Linked DNA regions of Triticum aestivum: region 2 is linked to region 1. A link is a contact called in public Hi-C data. All regions are on one chromosome and are shown on one strand. Each heading gives the region's core, a stretch centred on a gene start, on an enhancer-like site or on the middle of the called end of the contact. The rest is flanking DNA. Distances are from core to core; before and after follow the strand shown. Region 1 holds the start of LOC123105854 (very-long-chain aldehyde decarbonylase GL1-10). Region 2 holds the start of LOC123105856 (24-methylenesterol C-methyltransferase 2).

Region 1 (6,714 bases), core at 3,860-6,359:
GATTAAAGCCCATATTTTTCCTGTGCTATGAAAAAAATGTGATCAACTTTAAAAGCATAAAAAATGCCATGGGTAAAAAGAATTTGTTTTTCTTGCAATCACCCAGAAGAAAAATAGCCATGGAATTTCCATCATATAAATAAAAAACATTGCCATGGAAGATTCATAGTAAAAAATGTCATGGTATTTTAATTAAATTTTCATATATTGTATGCACAATTTGAACGCAAAACTATGTGCGAGGAATTTGCCATGGTGTGGTAGTATAAATTGCCATCTTTAACAAATACAATTGCCATGGCACTAAAGAATAAAATTTCCATCATGAAAATTAAAGAAAAGAAAGGAATTTGCTATGGTCCATGATCTCATACATAAATTTCCATGATCTCAAAACATAAATTTACATTTGTTTAAAAAACTAGCTAACTATAATGAAATGGTTACACGTGGCAAATTTAGTAAGTTTTTCTTCAGAAAAAGATGGCAAATTTAGGAGACTTTTCGCTAAACCACATGGCAACTTTTTGGGAAAATGTAATAGGTACATGGATTTTTATTGGAAAAGATGGCAAAAAACACTCATGAAAAATAATCTAGGAAACCCATCCCACACGACAAAAAATTTGCCATGCTATGTAGTTTTTTTGCCATGGAAATAAAAGTTAAATATTTGCCATGGCGATTTGGGTAAATTTTCCATGGCGAAAATAAAAATAAAAAATTGCCATGGCGATAAAAGTTAAGAGTTGCCATGGCGATTTAGGTAAATTTGACATGTCAATTAAGGTAATTTTGCCATGGCAAAAATAAATAGCTAATTTTATTGCCATAATATTTTACTATATACATGAAGAAACAAAAAAATGTGGATTGAAAAATGCCATGGCAAATAAAAAAGTAAAATTTTCCATGGATGTAAAAGTTAATTTGCCATGGCAAGTAAAGAATTAAATTTGCCATGAATGAAAGTAAAAGTAAAAAAAAAGTTCCCATGCATGTAAAAAAAGTAAATTACCATGTATGTAAAGGTTAAGTTGCCATGGCAAAACAAAAAAAGTTAATTTGGCATGGCGCTCTAAAAAAGGCAAAAATTGCCATTGAAGAAGAAAGCTAAAATTGCCATGGCAAAAAGATGGTAAAATTGCCATGGCTATAAAACTAAATTTGCCATGTTGCAAAAAGAAATAATTTCGCCATGCCATTGTTCCAAAATTTTGACATGGTCCATGCACTAGAAATGCCATGATGCATAAAAAATAAATTTGCCATCACAATGAACTCTATTTGTCATCGTCCCATGAAAATGTAATTGTCATGGCAAAACATTCTTTGGGTGGACTTTGTAAAAGAGAAAAAAACGAAGCATGGCAAAAATGCTTTTAGTTGCCATGGCAAAAAACGCATCCATAAAAAACTGATTTTAGTTGCCATGCCAAGTTTGCCATGTTTTTGAACATCTTAGATTGCTATGTTTTTGGACATCTTAATTTGCCATGTTTTTAACATCTTAAAAATAAAGAATTTTGCCATGTTTGCCATGTCAAGTTTTCCATGATTGAGACAGGCCATGATATTAGGACAAAAACAATCAAACATTGTCATGTGAATGAACTGACAAATTATAAAGTTGCAACGGTTCGAGAATTTGTAATAATCTAAGAAATTGCCATGTATTATAGGACCAAAAAACTAAATTTGTGTACTACTCACATGGCAAAGTTAGTAACTAAATAAATCACAGCAGAAAATTGTGTTCTACTCATATTTAAGCGTAGCATGGCAAATTTAGGGACTATTTCATATACAAACCGTGGCAAAAATGTGTTAAAAAAGCTCATAGTAGCATCTAGCAAAAAAAATCATCAGACATCAGTAAAAATGGGACCAGTCGGATCCCTTCGGCTGTGGTGTTGCTCGAGCTCGATGAGCACCTCCCCGCCGGGCTCCCTTCTTAGAATGGACGCCGACACGCTGTCGGTGAGGAGCCCATTGCCCCCTCCACGGACACATGGCGCTGTCCCAGGGAACTCGTCGCAGGGCACCCGCCTCCGCTTTCCGCCCGGTGCACGCCGGGAAGCCGTCGCTGCCTCCCCCAAGTCACCTGACGAGAGCGAAGATGGTACGATGCTTCATTGCTCCGCCGCCGTTGCTGCTCCTGTACGGCCCAGCCACCGCCGCGGCCGCCCTCTCCGTTTGACCGCACCTTGAGCCGGTCGGTGAGTTTGAGGAGGAGACGACCGAGATGCCCGCCCCCGCGGCGCAGGCGAGCAGGCAGCGCTCTGCCTCCACCACGGCCGCACCTCTAGCCGGTGGGCGCGGACCAGTCACGCCGCGCTCCAGTCAGCATCGCCTGTGCAGGGGCGACGGCTGCCGCGACAACGTAGACGAGCGGGCGGAGCTCGCCCTTCGCCACGACCGCGCCTCTACGCCGGCGTGGATTCACGCGGATGGATGCGGTCTCGACTGCCCAACGCGGCGGCGCGAGGAGCTGGCGACAGTGACGATCTAGCTCACAGATAAGTTGTGGAGAGGAAGAGTGGGTGAGAGAAAGAAAAAGATAAGACTAGGAGGGAGGGGTGGGGGCGAAGGAGACGAGGTCGTTCGACGGAAAATCCCGAACTAATTTTCTCTGTCACCTGCTCTAAGATTTGTGCAAAGACGAGGTCGTTCGACGGAAAATCCCGAACTAATTTTCTCTGTTACCTGCTCTAAGATTTGTGCAAATCATCTGACGGCACTCGAGGCGTTCGGGTCCAAATGCCAAAATCCCTGACGTTCGGGAGTTATTGATCCCCCAAAAAAGAATGCATGCATATTTAAAATAAAAAAACATTAATAAAACATTAAAGCCGGACACGAAAGCTGGCGAGAGTCCACGCGCCCACATTTGCATTTAAGAAAAATAAAAACAAACTAAACTATGAGATGGCGCGCTGCCCTAGGCGGCGGCGTCGTTGTCCTTGGGGTCCATGAGATCGATGAGCGTTGGCGCAGTGCTGGCCTAGGGGAACGCCATGTTCCAAAGGGCATTTATGTCAGGCGCGGGCTGTGCCGCCGCGGCCTGGCACGCCTCCTCCTCGGCCTCACACTGCTCGTCCTCGGCGTCGCGCTCGAGCATCTTGAGGTACTCGTTGTGGCGGCGCTCCTCGGCCAGCCGTCGCTGGCGCCAATGTTCGAGGTACGCCGCCTCCTGTGCCAGCGACACCCCAACCCAGACCGGTGGCGCGCTGACCCACTCGCGCACTACTCCCGTCCAGGAGTAGCGCTCGATGGCGGACGGCTCCGGCTCCGGCTTGGCTTTGACAGGGGACGGCGGGGTCACCGATGGCAGGACGCAGTTGCCCGCCGTGGAGAGGGCCATGGCCTGCGCCATGGTCGTCTCTTACGCCGCCTCTTCTTCCACGGCCGCCGCCGCCCTGCGCCACTCGTCCTCCTCGCTCTCCCGGTAGACCGCTGCAAGGGCCGTCTGGTCCTCCTCGCGAACGATGAGCCGGGACAGTGGCACAGTAAGGTCGACTTCGCGAACACCGCCTCGCCTCGCCTTCTCGTGCTCGAAGGCGAACTAGCGAGCCCAGTTGGGTGAGTCGGTTGCGTAGGCGGGGTCACGGCGCTGCCCCGGCGTCAGGAGCAGTCGCCGGCGCCGCACCTCCTCCGCGTGCGCCCTAGACGACCGCGGCGCCGCCGGCACTGGGATCCTCTCCGGATCTTGCCAGTCATGCGGCAGGGTGGCGTCGAGGTACGGGAGAGGCACGTGGTGCTGCCAGTGCCACTCCGCCTGGTGCACTGTCACGTTGATGCGCTGCCTCGGCCGGCGAGCTAGCGCCGGCGGAGGCGGGCGGAAATCCAAGGGAGAAGGAACGGCGGGGGACTTGCCCTTGGCCTTGCTGCTGCCGGTGTCAGAGAAGAGCCCCATCTGACACGGCTGGGGTGGCTAGGGTTTGCCGGCGATGGGGAGCGAGTGTGGCTAGATGGGGACGGGGGTTGGCTGGAAGCGGATGAGGACGGCCCCGCCGCACGGTGGCTTAAAAAAGGACGACCGCCGTCGCTGATGCATGGGCTCGAGGTCATAAATTAAGCTGACCAGGTAGGCCGCGGGCAGTTGGACGATCGCCAGGTGGGGACGCGGCGGACATCGAAAAGGCGCGCGTGGCATCCGTTCCGCGTCCGCGCCGACACATTTGAGGCGCAAATTTAGACCGCAAATGCGTCGGCGCGGACGTGAAGCGGACTCAATTTGGATTTGAGTTGGCGCGTTGGGCCTTCTCTTTTGCCCGCGCCGATCCACACGAATGGCGGCAGACGAAATGGGTCGCCCAATTGAATTTGCTCTTAGACGGTGGTTGATGATGGTGGACAGTGTTGTTGGGGACGCGTCAGTTTCATGGGGCTGATTATTGCACAGTCGTCTGAATTTGTTGTTCCCGACAGTCAATTATTTTGGGGACCATCGGATCTTCATGCGACGGTCCAAAGCCCTTCTTCCTCTGTCGACGGCACTGTTGGAGCCGCGTCGTCCCCGCCTCCGGTGAGTTCCTGGCGAGCCTCGTCTGGAATAGCACGGCCGCGTCCCCCTCTCGCGCCGCGGAGTTGCGTTGAAAGGCGTTGTTAATTCTAGTCCATCGAAGCAGCTAAGCTATAGTTTTAAACCAAACCCCGAGGGCCCGACATGATTGAGATCATACGGGCGTGTACGAGCAAAACTAATTGAAGGCAAATTCGCCGAGAACTATAACTAGGCAACTAGCACGGTCGGCCGGACACGTCGCCGGAGTTGGGTTGGTGCGTCAACGTCGGCTTGGTGGACGTACCCTACCGACGGAGGCAGGCAGTTGCGAGCACATGCATATGCATGTACGACGAGCGACTGTTACGTGAATAAACATGTCAGTCAGCCTACCGTTCTAGGTTAGGTGAATAAACATGTCACTCGTCCTAGGTTAGGTGTACTAGTACAGTTTTGCACTTTTCACTTTTTCTTTCCATGACGGACCAACCGTCGTAGCTCAGCATCACCGCCCTGAGCGGGGCATGCATGCGACGTGCATGCATGGCACCCTCACCGCGCACATGCCCTACATCACCTATGCTGTCGACAGAGACCAGCCAGCGCCTACTACAAAGCGGCTCGAGCGCTAGCTCAACCGCAAAAAACGCAGGAAACGTACCATCATCGATCACACCCCCGTCGCCTATGCTGCCATACGCGACGGCGGCGGAGGCGGAGGCGGCGCTGGGCCGCGCCATGACGCGCGCCGAGGCGGCCTGGCTCCGATACTCCGCGTTCGTGCCCGACCACCTGCTCTACTGCCACAACGTCGCCATCCTCCTCATCCTCTACACCATCGCGCCGCTCCCCCTCGCGCTGCTCGAGCTCCGCGCTCGCGCCGCTCCGGACGGCGTCGCCGCCGCCGTGATGAGGCCGTCCACGTACAAGCTGCAGCCGCGGGCGCAGCTCTCCCCGGCAGCGTTCCTGCGCTGCTACCTGGACACCGGCCGCGTCCTGCTCCTCACCGTCGGCGCGCTCAGCCTCGTCTCCTACCCGGCCGTCAAGATGGTCGGCATCCGGACGGGGCTGCCGCTGCCGTCGGCCGGGGAGGTGGCGGCGCAGATGTTGGTCTACCTGCTGGTGGAGGATTACCTGGGCTACTGGATCCACCGGCTGCTGCACACCAGGTGGGGCTACCACAACATCCACCGCGTCCACCACGAGTTCACGGCGCCCTTCGGATACGCCGCGCCCTACGCGCACTGGGCCGAGGTCCTCATCCTCGGCGTCCCCGCCTTCACCGGCCCCGCCATCGTGCCCTGCCACATGACCACCCTCTGGCTCTGGTTCGTCCTACGCCACCTAGAGGCCATCGACATCCACAGCGGGTAATTAAGTCGTTTAACTACTCCCTCCGCTCCTTTTTAGTGTGCATGCAAGTTTTGTCCGAAGTTAAATCATCTATATTTTGACAAAACTTATCGAAAAAGGTATCAACATTCACAATGTCAAATCAATATTGTTAGATTTATTATAAAATATAATTTCATAGTATATATATTTGGTATTATTGTAGATGTTGATATTTTTTAATATATATTTGGTCAAATTCTACAAAGTTTCGAGTTGACACAAATCTAAAACGCGGAGTAAAAAAGACCTGAGAGAGTACTAGCTAGTATAACCAACGCTAGCTAGCATGCATCATGCTACTTCTTATAATAAATAAAATTAACCAAACTGCTTGATGAGAATGCAGCTTCAACTTTCCATTCAACCCGACAAAGCTTATCCCGTTCTATGGAGGGGCCGACCACCATGACTACCATCATCGTGTGGGTGGCCAGAGCCAGAGCAACTTCTCTTCTGTTTTCACCTTCTGCGACTATTTGTATGGGACGGATAAAGTAAGATTGCTGTTATTGATTTATTTGCTATTCAAATCTGTCTAATTTACTAGTTAAGCTTGAGTGGGTTGACAAAGAAGAAAAGGACAATTAATGATCATCACCTCGCGTGCCATCTTATTGTTACAGGGCTACCGATACCATAAGGCAAGCCTAGAAAAAGGTGATGCAATTTTCTTCATCCTATGTCTATCCTAGCTAGAACAAGCATAAGCATTTCTATCTTCTACAATTAATTAACAAAGTATAACTAACTATATTTATTGATTACAACTGTGAGGTTATTATATGGTGGTGATGTGGCCTAGATTTGTAGGT
Region 2 (6,610 bases), core at 342-2,841, 370 kb before region 1:
AAAAGGAAGATCTATCCAATCCACGGATCAAAGCAGAAACAAATCTGAATCCAGCCTGCATGCAGCCCAACTCCACCCAAAAATCGAAACGAAAACGAAAGCCTGTCCTCCCTCGGCCGCTCCTATTCTCTCCTCCAACAAACGAAAACGAAAACCGAAAGCCCAACTCCACCAACAAACAGTAAGCATCATCGGCCGCTCCTATTCTCTCCTCTCTCGGCTACAACACCAAATCAATTGTACTAGTAGTGCTCCATTAGCTAATAATAAGCCTGTCCTCCCTCCCGGTTTTTCTTACCTCTGATGAGAAATTGATTGAAATTACTTCTTGTTTGATCGCTCGCTCTATTCGGCGGCGTCGGCGACGGGCTTGCGGAGGACCACCATGTGCATCGGCGAGAAGATGCCGGTCTCGCCGCCGAGGGTGAGGTGCTGCGCGGTCTCGTACAGCATCTCGTGCACCTCCACCACGCCCTTGGGCGCGATCCGGAGCAGGGTGAGCACGCGCACCACCAGCGAGTTGCGCCAGTAGGCGAGGCGCCCCATCTTGAGCCGCGTCCACCATGGCAGCGAGGGTGGGAGGGCCAGGTCCAGCTCCTGCACCACCTCGAACCCGACCTCCTGCGCGATCGACGCGATCTCGTCCTGCCGGCGCAGCCCCGGGAGCGCGTCGCCGCGCTCGATGCCGTGGATGGCCTCCACGTGCGCCGGGTCGTCGGCGCGGTACAGCGGCGTGGTCACCCACTCGTAGGACACGTAGAGCCGCCCCGGCATGAGCACGCGGTACACCTCGCCGTACACGTCCTGCAGCCTGGGCGCGTGGCAGGTGGCCTCGATGGAGTAGGCGCCGTCGAAGGAGGCGTCGTCGAAGGGCATGGCCATGAAGTTGCCGCACACCACCTCGCACTGCGCGTCCAGCCCGGCCTTGCGGTTGTGCGCGCGGGCGCGGTTCACCTGGTACTCGTTGATGGTGATGCCGACGACGCGGGCGCCGGAGTGCGCCGCGATGGCGCGCATGGGCCCGCCGACGCCGCAGCCGACGTCGAGCACGCGGTGGCCCGGCTTGGCCCCCAGCAGGTCGGCGACGCGCTCCTCGTGGACGCGGGTGGCGTCGCGGTGGGAGCGGCCGGGGAGCGAGGGCGAGAAGTGGAAGGACTGGCCCCAGCCCCACTCGTAGATGTCGGTGACGAGGTTGTAGAAGGTGTCGACGAAGGCGGGCACCTTGTCGGCGGAGGCCTGCGTGGTGGCCGTCTCCTTGGGGCGGCGGAAGAAGGACCAGTACTGCGTGTACTTGTCCTGCACCTTGTCCCGCGTGATGGATCCCATCTTGAGATCCACCGCCCGCTTCCCCTTCACCTCCGCCGCGCCCATCACCCACACAAACCAGTAGACCAGGCCGGCGCCCACCAGCCCCGCCGTCCACGCCATCGTCGCCGGCTCCATGGTTCGTTCGCTCCCCGCGAGCGCGAGCTCAGCTCAGCTCGAGGAGGGAGGAGAGGACAGAGGGGGGAGACGGAAAATGGGCAGGGGATCCGGCCGGCCGCGGAATATAAGGAGCGGAGGCCGGCAGGAGCGTGGTGGTGCGTGGTGGTGGAGTGGGATCTGATCCGACGGCGCTCGGGGCTTTGCTGTGGGGTTTAGGCTGATTTTTCTGGCGAGATGGTGGAGGCGGGGTGGTGGTGGTGGGGTCCACCGCTGGCTCCTCCTGCCAGATGGTTTTTGGCACGATGTAGGGAGGAGCGCTGGCGGTCTGACACCGTGCGTGGGTGAGATTGGGATGAAGGAAGGGACGCCAGCCAGCCGGGGACGCAGCTCCTCTGACGTACGGCGCACTCGCTGACGTGTGGACCTGAACCCACGCGTCAGTGGCCCAACATCAGGTGGCCGTACGTCACGGGATCCGGCTCCGCCAGCCGGAGCCAGTGAGAATCTGCCGTACCGCCATGTGTGTGGTGACGTGTACGGCCATTTCTTTTTCCTGCCACTGCGCTGCCAGTATTCGTATCTGCTGCCGCCATTTTTTAGTTACTTTCGATGCTCTCCGTTTGTAAATATTTGTCTAGATTTTAACAAATGACTACATGTCAAGCAAAATGAATGAATATACACTTTAAAATACTTTTTTTGTTCGGAAATACTTGTCGAAGAAATAGATGTATCTAGACATATTTTAGTTCTAGCTACATTCTTTTTTATTTATTTCTCTGAAAAGTATTTTTGAACGGAGAAAGTATGTTTGTATACATCCGTATATGATAGTCCATTTAAAATCTTTAAAAATATAAATATTTAGGAACGGGGGAGAAAAAGAGAGCCAGCCAGCATTCAAAAAAACGAAGAAAAAACAGGCAGCCAGCACTCAGATTTGATTTGGTTCGGTGGATCGGCATTTTTCGCTGGGGAAGAGAGGAGGAGATGATGTGATCGGTCGGACTCCAGCCTGATGCGACGTCGATTCATCGTGTGGCATTGGTTTTAACGGCGTGCCCGCTGGCTCGATCGATATAGAAACCATGTTACCTCACGATGCTCGCACGATACGGTCATTCATGTTAGCACACGTGCGAGCTATAGTTTTTTTTCTTCATGAGCTGTTCGCCACATTTTCCGGGAAAATGTCACTAGCCTTGCGAGGTGTTTGTACGGACTCGGTTGGTGTTTTATTCATAAAGTGGATTGAAAGTTTATTTTGAGCTTTTTGAGCGCATCTTTGGACCTTCTTTGATTCACGGGACTTCCAAGATACAAGCATGGTTAGTCCATCTCCAACGCCACGCAAGCGTCCGAACCGAGCTGTCCGGACGTCGCAAGCCATTCAAAAGTGTCTCGTATTTGTCCGTAGACCGGTCTGGGTGTTCGTTGTTGGCAAACCGAAAGTAAACCAGAGGGGCTTTGTGGCAGTCCGGACACTAGCCACGTTGGACTCCGACATCCTGGCCCACCCGAACTGAGGCGAAGCCCGCACATTTAGAGCTGACCGCAGTGCTTCTGCGAGACCCCCCCCCCCCTCTCAACTATCTCCTCTATCATCCCGCCGCTCACCCCCCTCCCTTCTCAACTTTCTTTGTAGCCTTCATGTGCGTGCAACTTGTTCTTGAAAGGGAGAAGAGGAACTTCATCGTCATGCGTTGTTGGTTGAAGTTGAGTGGGTAACCCAATTGGAATTTATTCATTGCCAACAACGTCAAGACCGCCATCATCAACATCAATGAAGAAGCAGGTGATCCAATCGACCCCAAGAAGGTTGGGAGGAGGAGAAGGAAAAGAGAGAAGGGGAGGCAGCCAAGATGTCAGGGAGGTTCGATGACCTCTTGGCGAAGGAGGAGGACGCATGTGTCAAGCACTCCGACGTCAAGGAGGAAAAATTGCCGAGCGGTTTAACATAGTGGGAGTGTTGTTCTTTCCATGAACTTACACTCTTCTTATTATGGAATATGGATAAATGAAAAAATAATTCACTATCGTCATTTTGGTGACAAATGTGCTTCAATTAAAAGATTTGATCATTGGGCTCAAGATACATCTTCGTTGCCCAAGTGAAATGCTCAAACATGGTGGCTTCGGCCACCGCCCTTCCCTTTGGAAAGTTGGAGTTATTGGATTTTCATTTTGACATATTAAACTTTAAGGTTACCTATATGCTAAATATGTGGGAGAACACTCCAAAGTTGGTCTTTGTCTTTGCATCTTCCACCATTTGAATGTATACTACCCTATTTCAGTGACTTTGTCTCCATACCATGCCATTACTCATCTAAAAACCCTCTAAATATCTTTACGCACAAGTCCCAAATTCCAAAATTGCATATAGTAGCGATTTCCGTGGCAAGCGGTACAACCGCTCAGGTGGGTGGTTCAACCGACCACCTGGTAGGCTATAACGTTGGGCACTACAACCGTTGTAGTGTGTGTGGTACTACCGCTCCTACCCCAGGCGAGCAGAAGTACCGCCCTCACTACCGCTGGTTGTACCAAGAGTGGGACAATCGCTCTGGTCTCAGGGCTATATAAGTGGGCACGGGACGAGGAGTTATATTTTCGCCTCATTCGTCCCACACCAGTGTATAACCCTAGCCTCTGTGTCGCTGCCGCAGCTGCTTCGCGAGCCGTTCGGCGCCCCAATTCTTCTAGTCGTTCACCGGATCGGCTATGTGGATCTGTCCTCCTCCCAGATCTTCTCCAATGGATGCCAGTAATGCCCCCGATTTGTTTTCTTTTGGTTTTAGTGTTTGAATCCATTGTTCGTGAGGGCATTGCTATGTATTTTTGGTTTTTGGCTAACTATTGGTGGTGAAGATCATCTTACATGCCAGGCTCATGTGTATAGTAGTTGCAAAGTAATTTTGTGAAGATTAGATTAAAGTTTGTGCTTGTGCCTACCCTTGGCCCGTGTGGAGCCGATGTCAGCCAGCTATACGCCTGTCGTGGTTCTAAGTCTGACAGTAATATAGGGGGGTAAGTATGGAGAGGCGAGATCTTAGCTATGGAGAAGTTGTAAGGACGCAAGGTTTACGAGTTCAGGCCCTTCTCGGAAGAAGTAAAAACCCTACGTCTCGGAGCCCGGAGGCGGTCGATTAGATTATGTGAGTATGAGTTACAGAAGCGCGAACCCTTGTCTTAGAGGAGGGGGGTGGCTTATATAGAGTGCGCCAGGACCCCGGCCAGCCCACGTTACGAAGGGTTCAATGTACATTAAGGCAGGGCGTTACTGGTAACGCTAGTAATAAAGTGCTATGATGACCATAAAAGCTATTTAATGACCGACCGTCAGCGTGCAGGGTGACTTTAGGTCTCTTGGTCGTCGAGTGGTTGGATCTTGGTCGAGTGATCGCTTCTTGGTCGAGTGGCTTCGAGTCTGTCGAGTGGAACACCTTCAAGTCGATTGAAAGTTGATTTCTTCTAGAGATGTCCTTGGGTAGGGCGGTTAAGACAGGTCCATGACCCTACCCTAGGTACATAGCTTCATCATTAGCCCCCGAATGGATCGAGGTTTGAGTGGGGAAGGAGTTGAGGACCTCTCCGACTCGTTTTTCATGCCATGAGCATATCTTGCTCTAGATCAACGGACCCGAGTGATGGCAGCAACCTCCTTTTCAGTCGCCTTGATCCATTCTTAATTCTTCGTCGAGTGAGTTTCTTTACTTGTAAGGCTCCGAGCGACGGTGCGGAGGAGATCTTTGGTCTGGCAAGTTATTTGCTGCCCGCGGATTTGGTGGGATCCGAATTTTGGGAAGCGCGTGGGACGGGGGAGGCCGCAGTAATCGGACGAGATAGAGCAGAGTCGTCTCGATCCCCGCGCCACCTTTTTCGCCATGTATCACTCGTGCGGTCGTTACGGGATTTGACAGAGCCATCTGGGCCTACCTGTCAGCCACTCGGAAGCGGCCTCATATAAGGCATTGGACCGGGGTCTCCCGAACAGTGCGCCCCATTATCTCTTCTCCTCCTCACGCCTCTCCTCTGCGCTCGCTCTCGCTCCAGCGCCACCGCGCCACACGCATCTCGTCGGCGACAATGGTGAAGGAGAAGACAGCGGCTCTGGAGCGGGCAAAGAAGGCGACGGCGAGGTCAAAGGGGAAGGCGACGAGCCGGGGCGGATCTTTCTCACGGACTGGCCTACCGAGGGGTTGGATCCAGGGCGACTGGATCCACTCGAGGATCTCCCAAGAAGACCTCGACGACCTGGCCGAGGGAGGGCTGATCCCCTACGACTCGGCGCGGCTTCCGGGGAAGGAATCCGAGCCGCAACCCAGGGAGGGTGAGCGCGTTCTTCTTGCCACCCACGTCGACCGTGGGTTTTTCCTTGCCCCCTCATCCTTTCTTCTGAGGGTTTCTGAACTTCTTTGGGGCTCAAGTCCACCATTTTACCCCCAACTCAATCGTTTATCTTGCTGTGTTCATTTCCTTGTGTGAGAACTTCTTGGGTTGTCGACCTCACTGGGGTCTTTTCAAGCATATTTTCACTTGTCGCTCCCAGACAGTGAAAAAGGCTAATCCGAGTGACGAGAGGACCCAAGTCATCCAGATGTGTGGGGGTCTTGGCATCCAGACGAGGGGAAAAAGCTCCTTTCCGGCCATGATTCTTCCCGATTCAGTTCGCGGATGGCAGTCGACCTGGTTCTACTGCAAAGACCAGTCGACGCCAGGGCAATCGACTGGCCTCCCTCCCTTTACCATGGACCGAGTGGAAAAACCCTCCCCTTTGAAGGTGCTCCCGGAGGAGAAGGCGCACGTGAAGGTGCTGGTCAACCGAGTGGTCCAGCTCATTCGTGACGGGGTCACTGGTATGGATCTCTTGGAGGTCTTCCTTCAACGGCGCATCCAGCCTCTCCAACCCCGAGACCACCCGATGTGGATGTATTCGGGTCTAGAAGACTCCACTCGGATCCACCCGGAGGAGGTCGATGACGACACGCTGGAGAAGTGGCTGTCGAGCATTACCGGGAACAAGGACAACCCCAGGGGAGCCAGGAGAGTCCCTCCATTCGACCAGTCTCATGCACCAGAGAAGGTCTGATTCTGAGTTTTTGCTTGTAATCTGAATTCACTCGCGCAGCTGTCTGAATTCACTCGCGCAGCTGTCTGTATTGCGTCGACTGACTTTGTTCTC

The links. Hi-C and Micro-C count contacts between places; a contact is called where the count stands out from the background.
Region 2: a contact with region 1 is called in a Hi-C map of leaf, with 2.9 times the contacts expected there. The contact joins the promoter of LOC123105856 here to the promoter of LOC123105854 in region 1. A contact is called at or near these places in 2 of 5 Hi-C or Micro-C datasets (both in leaf).

The regions. Positions count from the first base shown.
Region 1 is chr5A:670,742,542-670,749,255 of IWGSC CS RefSeq v2.1, reverse strand. LOC123105854 (very-long-chain aldehyde decarbonylase GL1-10) reads left to right here and starts at 5,109. Exons shown (of 3, transcript XM_044528017.1): 1 at 5,109-5,877; 2 at 6,249-6,396. The coding sequence starts at 5,195.
Region 2 is chr5A:671,105,131-671,111,740 of IWGSC CS RefSeq v2.1, reverse strand. It overlaps LOC123105856 (24-methylenesterol C-methyltransferase 2), which reads right to left and starts at 1,591. Exons shown (of 1, transcript XM_044528018.1): 1 at 1-1,591. The coding sequence starts at 1,443. The coding sequence ends at 346.